Regions from separate parts of the Mus musculus genome. Here regions 1 and 2 are each linked to region 3. Evidence: chromatin contacts called from public HiChIP or PLAC-seq and promoter capture Hi-C data. All regions are on one chromosome and are shown on one strand. Each heading gives the region's core, a stretch centred on a gene start, on an enhancer-like site or on the middle of the called end of the contact. The rest is flanking DNA. Distances are from core to core; before and after follow the strand shown.

Evidence for each region. Promoter capture Hi-C pulls out the DNA fragments that hold promoters and counts their contacts. HiChIP or PLAC-seq counts read pairs in DNA pulled down with a chosen protein or histone mark.
Region 1: a contact with region 3 is called in an HNF4G HiChIP or PLAC-seq map of pancreatic cancer cells. The contact joins the enhancer-like site here to the promoter of Pomgnt2 in region 3. A contact is called at or near these places in 13 of 39 promoter capture datasets (3T3-L1-derived adipocytes, the C10 cell line, the HPC-7 cell line and 10 more), 5 of 484 Hi-C or Micro-C datasets (the CH12 cell line, cerebral cortex, embryonic fibroblasts and 2 more), 11 of 115 datasets of contacts at active chromatin or transcription factors (DN3 thymocytes, SST interneurons, T-cell acute lymphoblastic leukemia and 7 more) and 4 of 9 other capture datasets (adipose tissue, embryonic stem cells, liver and 1 more).
Region 2: a promoter capture Hi-C map of macrophages shows a contact between it and region 3, with 5 read pairs. The contact joins the promoter of Hhatl here to the promoter of Pomgnt2 in region 3. A contact is called at or near these places in 4 of 39 promoter capture datasets (liver, macrophages and pre-B cells), 3 of 484 Hi-C or Micro-C datasets (embryonic stem cells, myeloid progenitors and nephron progenitors), 2 of 115 datasets of contacts at active chromatin or transcription factors (pancreatic cancer cells and stem cell-derived neural progenitor cells) and 3 of 9 other capture datasets (adipose tissue, liver and macrophages).

Annotation. Positions count from the first base shown.
Region 1 is chr9:122,178,858-122,181,916 of GRCm38.p6, forward strand. All of the region lies in intron 12 of Ano10 (anoctamin 10), which reads right to left. Among named protein-coding and RNA genes, the nearest start is that of Snrk, 63 kb to the left of the region's middle. Within about 2 kb of position 1,419, at least 24 of the 459 cell types and tissues checked have an H3K27ac peak or open chromatin away from gene starts, as enhancers often do. A contact at or near this core is called in the HPC-7 cell line, embryonic fibroblasts and pancreatic cancer cells, where this site is marked.
Region 2 is chr9:121,791,080-121,793,779 of GRCm38.p6, forward strand. It overlaps Hhatl (hedgehog acyltransferase-like), which reads right to left and starts at 1,428. Exons shown (of 12, transcript NM_029095.2): 1 at 1,184-1,428. It also overlaps a transcript of Klhl40 not described here.
Region 3 is chr9:121,994,457-121,997,325 of GRCm38.p6, forward strand. Pomgnt2 (protein O-linked mannose beta 1,4-N-acetylglucosaminyltransferase 2) reads right to left here and starts at 1,570. Exons shown (of 2, transcript NM_153540.4): 1 at 1,420-1,570. Gm39463 (a long non-coding RNA gene) reads left to right here and starts at 1,530. Exons shown (of 2, transcript XR_871388.3): 1 at 1,530-1,990.

The DNA of each region.
Region 1 (3,059 bases), core at 169-2,668, 180 kb after region 3:
TTTAAATCTCTCAGCATCCATGCCAACACCTTGACCCCCAACAATCACATTCTGAAGGAATTTGACTGAGCAACCCCAGGTGGCCAGCTCAGTGTCCTTATGAGAGAAGCACGCTGATAGCCTCGTGGCCTCTGTTCCTTTGGAGCAGAGTCCTGTGCTAAGTGGAGCTGGTTATCTGGTGTCCGGGGACCCTGAAGGATGTCTCAAGGTGGTTTGTTTAGTTGAACTGCATCTGGCTCCCTGAGGCTTCCCAGGAGCAGGGGAGCTGGACTGGGATAGAGTGATCCCAGTTCATACTCACTCACCACTCACCTCAGTCCTGGTTTAACTGGTCTGGGGTGTAGCCCAGACAGTGGACTTTTGCAAGCTCCCTAGGTGGTTCTAGCCTGCACTGAGGTAGAAAGCAAAGCCTCTGATGGAGGAGGTAACAGGAAAAGCCAGGGGACCTGCTCTGTCTGCCCTGCCTCCTCTGCCTGCCCTGCCACTACAGCATCCCCATGAATGTTACTTTCTCAGAGATGGGGGAGTGGCTGGTTAAGCCACTGGTTTGAGGGAATGCAGCTAGACATGAAGACAATGAGAGATGTGTCCAGTGCTGCCTGGCTCTCAGGATTCAGTCAGAGCTGTTCTTAAATATGCACCCTGATCAACCATCCCTTACAAGGACCACAGTGCAGTGCATTTCTCTCTTAAAAACATGTGCTAGGAGACTCAGAGCTCCTTGGACACTGTCGGTCCCATGAGGACTTGATGACATATGGGGTGGCCTACTGAGTTTCAGATCTATTGATGTGCTGTGACCAGATCCAGGGCTTTGCCTCTAACAGACAAATGCTCTTCTGCTAAGCTATAGCCCCAACCCAGGCTTCTAAAGTCAGATGCAAAAGGATGGGAAAGTAAGTTAGCAGTTGCTTAGCCACCTGAACTCTCACAAAGAAGGTGCCTAGACGCTGCTGGACGGAGGGGCTCTGATGCCAGAGGCCAAGACTCTGGGAAGCAGAACCTCACAACAGATACGACCTCCAGAGCATGTCAGAGAGCAGAGGTGGAGTGGATTATCCAGATGTGAAAGACAAGGAGAGCATATTTAACCGATTGCTGAAGCTGGTCACCACATTTTGGAACCACCCAGACATGGTGGGCCAAGTCAAGGCCCAGGATGCACTGGGACAGCTACCACTGGGTAGGCTTTGGCTTCCAGCTTCTAAACACAACCCTGCCTTGGAGGCTCCCCTTTCTTAGAGGAGTGGGGTGCAATAAGATGAGCTTGTACATGAAGGCAGAGGACCTTGAGGAGAAAGTGACCTCTTTACAGGCTCTGCACCCCCAAAACAGACATGAGGTTGGAGTGAAGGGGTGGAGCTCTGTGCCTGGCACCTGACTTGCAGGCTGGTCAGACGGCAGCAAGTTCCTCCCAAGAGGCCACTTGGAATCAAAACCACAGCTTGCTTGCAGTGAGTCACGGGCTCATTATGCCAGCCACCAGGCCTGTTACCTTGATGCCTACAGGCCTCAAGTGTGGCTCTGAGAGGTGGCGGGGCAGCTGTCTGGGCTTATCCCTCCTAACCATGTCCCAGTGGCTCCCATGATTCCCTCTGAAAGAGGAGGCTGGTTTACTATTCTACATGAGATTTCACAGACCACTTTGTCCACCTGAGGGAAACAGGAGTGTCCTGATGTTTCTTATGCCACAAACGCACAGTGAGCTTAGGTGACACCAGGATCACCAAATTCTGATGATCTCTGCAGTCACCACAGTGAGAAGCCAGCCATCCTTCCCGATCTTTGTCATTTAATTAAGTAATGGTTTCATCTTAGCTTTTCACACACGGTGCTTTGACCACATTCGTCCCTGCCATTTTACCTCCTTGGACGGCTCCAACAGCACATACTCTCCCCTCCCTAGCAACCCTTAGTAAGTGCCCTTTTGTGGTCAACTTCCATTCAAATGTGTTCAGAGGATTCTACCTGGTCATAAGAGAGGCAAGTGTGTGTGTGGGGGGGGGGGGGCGGGGGGTAGATTGATTTGGGGTGTCTTTGCAATAAGACAAACTGTGTCCTCTGAGTGCACTTTTTGGGAAAGCCTGCTCCCCATTTAATATTTTATGCCTGTGCATAAGATTGGATGCTCATATGACTAAAATCAGATGCATCATGGGGAAGGACATGCTTACTGAGCAAAAGCTTGCATAATACAAGCCTGTCAATCAAAACAAGAGACCCACCCATATACACCCCTTAGCAACCAACTCCTCCTCCTCTCCTGGACCCATAAAAAGAAGCCCTTTTTTAGTTAGGGTTTCATTGCTGTGAAGAGACACCATGACCTCGGCAACTCTTAGAAGGAAAACATGTAATTGGGGCTGACTCACAGTTTCAGAGGTTCAGTCCATTATCATTGTTGTGGGAAGCATGGCAGCGTTCAGGCAGACTTGGTGCTGGAAGAGAAGCTGAGAGTTCTACATCTTGATCCACAGGCACCAAGGAGGGGACTGTCACACTGGGCGAAGCTTGAGCATATAAGACCTCAAAGCCAGCCTCACAGTGACACATTTCCTCTAACAAGGCCACACCTCCTCATAGTGCACTCCCTATGGCCAAGCATTCACACACATGAGTCTACGAGGGCCAAACCTATTCAAACCCCCACAAGCCCCGAACACTAACTAGACTGTGTTGCTCACAGAGCCCACGGCTCTCCTGCAGCTATCGGAGCTGCATTGCTACTGTTCCTCTGGATGCAGTCAGTCTGTCTTCAGGTCTTGAAGATGCTCCCAAGACTCTAAACTGTCTGGTCAAGACAGAAGCCCTCAGTACCTCTCCTATTTTCCTAATTGTTTTTAGAAGCTGGATTCTACTTTCAAGAAAAATGTGCACCTTTCTTTCTGTGTCTGATTGGTTAATATGAGGGTTTTGTTTGTTTGTTAGTTTTTGAGACAGGGTTTCTCTGTACAGTCCTGGCTATCCTGGAACTCACTCTGTAGACCAGGCTGGCCTCGAACTCAGAAATCCGCCTGCCTCTGCCTCCCAAGTGCTGGGAGTGGGGTGAGATGGAGTCT
Region 2 (2,700 bases), core at 178-2,677, 200 kb before region 3:
CTCTGTCAGTTCTCCCGTCTCACAGTGAGCCTCTCTTAACCTCAGCAAAGCCCTGCCCACGAGGTCCCCTGAGATCCCGTGAACTCCTCTAGCACTAACTTCCCAGACTCGCTCAACTCCGGGCTCTGCTGACTCCATTCCTCCGCCAAGCCGTGAGTCTGTTTTATCTCAGGTCCCTGCCTGTGTTCACCCACTGTCCCCCTTGAAGTGCTGTGTAGTCTAAGCTCTTGCTGCAGGCTGGATGTTGGGCTCTTTGAGGCCCCAGAGTGGCCAGAGCTGGACCAGGCAGGGCCAGGCAGCAACTGGGAGGGTGCTGGCTGCTGTCCAAGGTGCTGACTGGTATCAAGTCCAGGATGTGTCTGGTCACTCCCTCTGGCTACCCTGCTGGGCCATCCCTGGGGTCTGGGCCAGTACCTAAGCCCCTCCCACCCTCTTCAGCCTGGCCGCCAGTCTTCCAGTGGTTGCTTAGGTCCAGACCTGGAACCGAGGGAAAGGGGAACACGGTGCAGTGCCCTTTTGGAGATGGGTAGGGTCACCCCATCTCTCCCAACCCAAGATCTCCCAGTTGCAGATCTGTCTCCTCCAGCCCTGTAGTTGGGGCTCTGGGAGGCCGCTCCTTGCTACACTGACAGAGAGGTGTGGGTCACAAAGGGTCAGGGACCCGGGAGGCCATCCAGTGAGCTTCTCTGAAGGGCAGGTGCTCCTGGTGAGTCCCGGCTCAGACCAGACCACGCTGGCCCTGCTCGCTCCCGGCCTGGCCCTCCTGAGCAGCCTCTGCACTGTGGCTGGAGGGCTGAGACACCTCTTCATCGGCAGGGTGGGGGAGGGAAGCACAGGATCAGGTTAGTGGAGCAGGAGAGTGAAACCGGAGCGGATGAAGAGCGCACAAAATAGCTGTGTCAGCTGCCTCCCACTCGCCACTTTCCAATTTTAGCTCCCCATGGCCGGTGGGGAGTGTCCCCAAAGAGGCCTCAGCAAGGGGTTGGCCCCCAGCCTGGGGCCCCTCCTGATGGACCCCTGGACCTGTGCTGACTGTGGACCTGGGCGCCCTTTGCCCAGCACTTGGCTCAGGTGCACCTGGAGTGAAGCCCACCTTGGGGCTCGTGGTCTGGGATGAGGGTTCTGAGCTGAGTCCCACAGACCTCAAAGGCTCCAAAGGGCTGCACACCCAACTTGCACTGACCTTGAAGAGGCTGCGAGGAACCCTGGCGCGCTGCCCACCTCAGGGCTCCGGGGTCTTGAGTCCGACCGTGAGTCTGTCCGGCTGGCTGAGCTGTGGGGCTTCGATGGGGTGTGTCCAGCTCTGGGGTCCCCACCCCCTGGAGGCTAGAGCGGTGAGTGGTGACAGCCGGAGGTGGGGGGGGGGGGAGGAGGTGGCCTTCCTGGAGTGGAGCAGACCGTTTGTGGAGCAGAGCCGAGTGCTGCAGTGCACTTGGCCACAGGGAGCTGCGGGGAGTGGCAGGGAGGATGTGGGGGTGATGAGAGGGAGAGGAGGTTTCTGGGGACACAGGCTCAGGCAGGGGCACCTGGGCCTCACTTGACCTCCCTCTCCTCAGCCCTGGAAAGCCTGTGCTTCTCTTTGTGCGGTGCCAGGATCTCTTCTTCCAGGAAGGCCTCCAGGCAATCTCTGCAGAACTCTGGTCAGCCCTGCTCCCACTGCCTGGGCACCCATATACTGTATGTGCAGGCTTGCACACCTGGGTTCTGTGAACTCCAGCCACAGCCTTTACCTGTGACCCCTCAAGGGTGCCCAGGGCAGGTCTACCTAGTTCCCACCCTGCGCCTCCATCCTGACAAGAGCCTGGGCTAGACAGGCACGGGTGTTAGGGCAGGGCTAGCATTTCTGGTAGAATTGGTACTGGCAAGGACCATGGTGCTGGAGGCTCCAGGGGTGACATCAGGGTCACCTGGAATGGATGGTGTCCTCTTAGTGGCAGGCAAGAAGCCCTCATGTGAAATCCGTAAGCACCTGAGGCCCGCTGGGCAGGGCCCGGGAGATCTCCACTCTTGAGTCTTCCTCTGGGGTGAGATCCCCACAGTAGAGGGGTCAGGATGTGTGGCTGCTCTCACGTGCGAGGGCTCAAGGAAAGGCCCTGGGACCTCCCATATAAGCTCACTTGAGGATGGACAGGGCAGAAGGTATGCCTCTACCCAGGAGGGTCCTGTAAAAACCCTGGGAAGTTAGGCCATGAGCTTCCTCCCAGGAATGCAGACACGTGGGCCCAGAGGACACAGCTGAGAGGGCACTACACATACTCTCCTGAGTGACTGAGAAGCCATGATGCTGGCCTCCGACCCTGAACAGGGTTGGGCAGGGGTTTGCAGTGGAGGGGCTGTCTGCTGCTGTGACTGGGATCCGGATGCTAGAGGAGGCTGGGATCAAAGGATGAGGGGAGGTTAAGCAAGGTTCTGGCTTTCTGGGCAGGTGTGGTTGACACCAGAGCAGTGTGTTGAGGCACAACTAGTAGCTATCATGGATAGTAAATAATAATAGCCAGGACGTGGGAAGAGTAACTCTCTTTAATGTCCCCACAGTCCACAAGGACTGTCTCCAGTTGGTAGAAAGAAAACTGAGGCCTAAGGTGAAATAGTCAAGGTCAAATCCAGTAGCCTCTGGGAGGGACTGCCCCACAGGGGGAGACCTCAGTCTATCCACAGCAGAGCAGGTGAGGCCCCGTGAGCAGGCCACGCACTTGGTGT
Region 3 (2,869 bases), core at 320-2,819:
TGGCTCTCTAGAAGCCTTTGCTTATTACTGCTATTTCTGAAAGCAAGAACTTGCCAGCCAGAAGTCCAAGGTTGGTTAGAAGCATGTCGTCAGCTTGGGCTGATGTCACAGGCCTGCTGTCCCAGCTACTGGGGAGGATGAAGCAGGAAGATCATAGCTTAGGTGTGTCTAGGACTTACTGAGACCGTGAATCAAAGCAAAGAGTAGAGAGTGAACGGGTGTAGCAGAATGTTTGCTCAGCACGCAGGAGGCTTTGGATTCATCCTTAGCAAACAAACCAACCCTGACGGCCCTGACAGTCCAGCACACCAGGATGATGCTCCACCAGGGTGAATCCACTCACCAGCTCCCTCCCTTTCCAAGGCCCCCAGGGGCTCTCAGCTCTCACCTCTGAGGATAAAGTATCCAGTTCTCTTCTAACTCTGTCACCACTTGGAACTCGGATCCTTCATGTGAAAGGGCCGGCTGATCCTAAAAGCCTGAGAGCAGCTAGTCTGTGGAAAAGACAGGACCCGGAACCAGAACTCCAACCTTGTCTATAGAGTTGGTGGTCGTGCATGCTAACATTTGATGTGTTCAGAACCCAGACAGAAAGCTTTGCCAGCATTACCTCATGGAAGCCTCACAGCAATTCTTCAAAGAAGGTCTTTTTTCACTCTGTCTTACAGAGGATGAAGGAAGGGACCAGAGAAAGTGAATGAGTTACTTATGGGGACATGGCCGGTAAAGGAGCCAAGATTTTCCCAGTGCCTGGAACAGTCCACACATGGTAAATGAATTGTGCTAATATTCACATGTCCCATAAGCCTAAAACCATCTACACCAACAGGCTCGGGGCTGGTTGGCATAAGGTCAGAGGATACTGGCTGCTCACAACCTGCAGCGTGATTCTGGTGGAAGGTCCCAAACTTTTACCCCGGATTCCCACTAACGATGAGAAAACGGGTTCCTATAGGCAAGTCCATCAGGGTCGTCCGTCAGTAGCCGCCCCCACCCCCACCCCCCCGCCATTGTCAAGCAGACAAACTCCTAACTCCGACTGTCCGTCCATCCGGGTGGTTCTCTACGGAGCCCCAACTGCCTAAAGGTCAGCAACAGGCCGACCCAGGCACCGCTTCAAACGCAGCTGGCGCAGCCCAGGCCCCCACTGCTCATCTCTCCTTGCTCCACGCCACCTGTGCCAAATGTGCACCATTCTTTCCCAGGCACGAGCATGTGCGTCCCCGCGGTCAGAGGCAGTGAAGGCTCCAGCCGAACGGTCCAGTGCGCCATCGGGGGCCGGGCGGTTCAGGCCCACCCCTCCCACCTCGGCGCCTGCTGCAGGCGGCGTCTACCGCCCTGGGTCCGGCAAGCCCGCCGGCCTCCCCTGCAGTCCAGGGTCGGGCACCAAGCCCGGCCCGGCCCGGCCTAGCGCCTCACCTGAAGCCGGGCTCTGTGCCCCGTCCGCTCCGAGCCCGGGGCCCAGCTGCGCCACAGATGCCCGCGCTGCCCACCTGCCGACAGGGTGTCGCAGGTGTTCCTAGTGTGCTTGCCCTGCTGGCGAGCTCAAACTCCGGAACCCGGGCGCGTGCGCGGGCCTTGGGACCCGCCTCTCGGACCTCGGCCAGGATCACCTCTTCGGCTCACAGAATCCTGGGAATTGTAGTTTTCAAGCGAGCAGCATGCACGAGCCTGGGAAGACCAGAAGCTCTTCTTGGTGTTCTGTTTACCCAATTATGAGAGTTCTGATGATAAACTTAAATACAAGATACAGAAATCTTCATATGTAATCTGTTAGAGAAAAAATAATCCATACCTTGACATGCTTTTAAGACTCATAAAGAGACTATTGATGGCTCAGCAGTTAAAGTATTCACTGTAGATGAGCACAAAGACTGAACAGAGCTGTTCATGGTCATTACTGAAGGCTTCTGTGCTCAGTTAACTTCGGATCGTCTCCCCTCAAACCTGAGCCAATGGATCGCTCCTCCCTTACCAGGCTTCTTGTCAGGTATGTTATGTCTCTTTTATACTTTTTCTGGGAACTGCCATTTGGCTTTACAACCAAACTGATGGGGTGTTATCATGAGTGGGTGTCAGATGACAGTGTTGGAGCTCGGACTTGACATCAGGTGAATCTGACCAAAACGGCTGGATTTCTCACTTGGGAAATGGACATTGTGACACTTCTGACACGATGACCCAAATGTCATGTGGAACCTTGTCCTTTTGAGAACTGGGCTGGGGGTGGGGGTATATATTAAGGGACCCTCCTCACTCCTCCCCTCCCCCACCCCCACCCAACTGGCCCGGTTGGCCACAAAGCCTTCCCAGAACCTCAGACCTCAGTGGGCTTCACTCTCATGGTTGTTATTACAAACTCATCTAAAGTAGTCTCTGTCTCTCTGTCTGTCTCTCTCTGTCTGTCTCTCTGTCTCTCTCTGTCTGTCTCTCTGTCTGTCTGTCTGTCTGTCTGTCTCTCTCTCTCTCTCTCACACACACACACACATACACATACCTGTGAGAAGATCAAACAGAGTGCACTGAAGAACTGACACAGAGAGTCGGAACAATGCCACTGGCCACAAGGCAGATCATTTCTGGATTGGGCACCATTTGCCTGTACCATGAAGAAGGCCCTGTGGCTTCCTGCTTCCCCCAGCCCCTACCTGTGCTGCCTGGATTCTTCCTCTTTTCCTACCTCCCCCCATTTGGCTTTTGGTGTTTTAAAAAGCAACAATCTCTTTCTTGGCCTCAAGGGTTGCACTAGTCTGTGGAAGCTCCACATAACTGGCCCCCTGGCCCTTCAGGCCTCAACCTTTGTCCTATCTCAGAGGGTTCTTAGTTTCAGGCAATGTGTCTACCCTGGCTGGCTTGAGCAGAACAATGT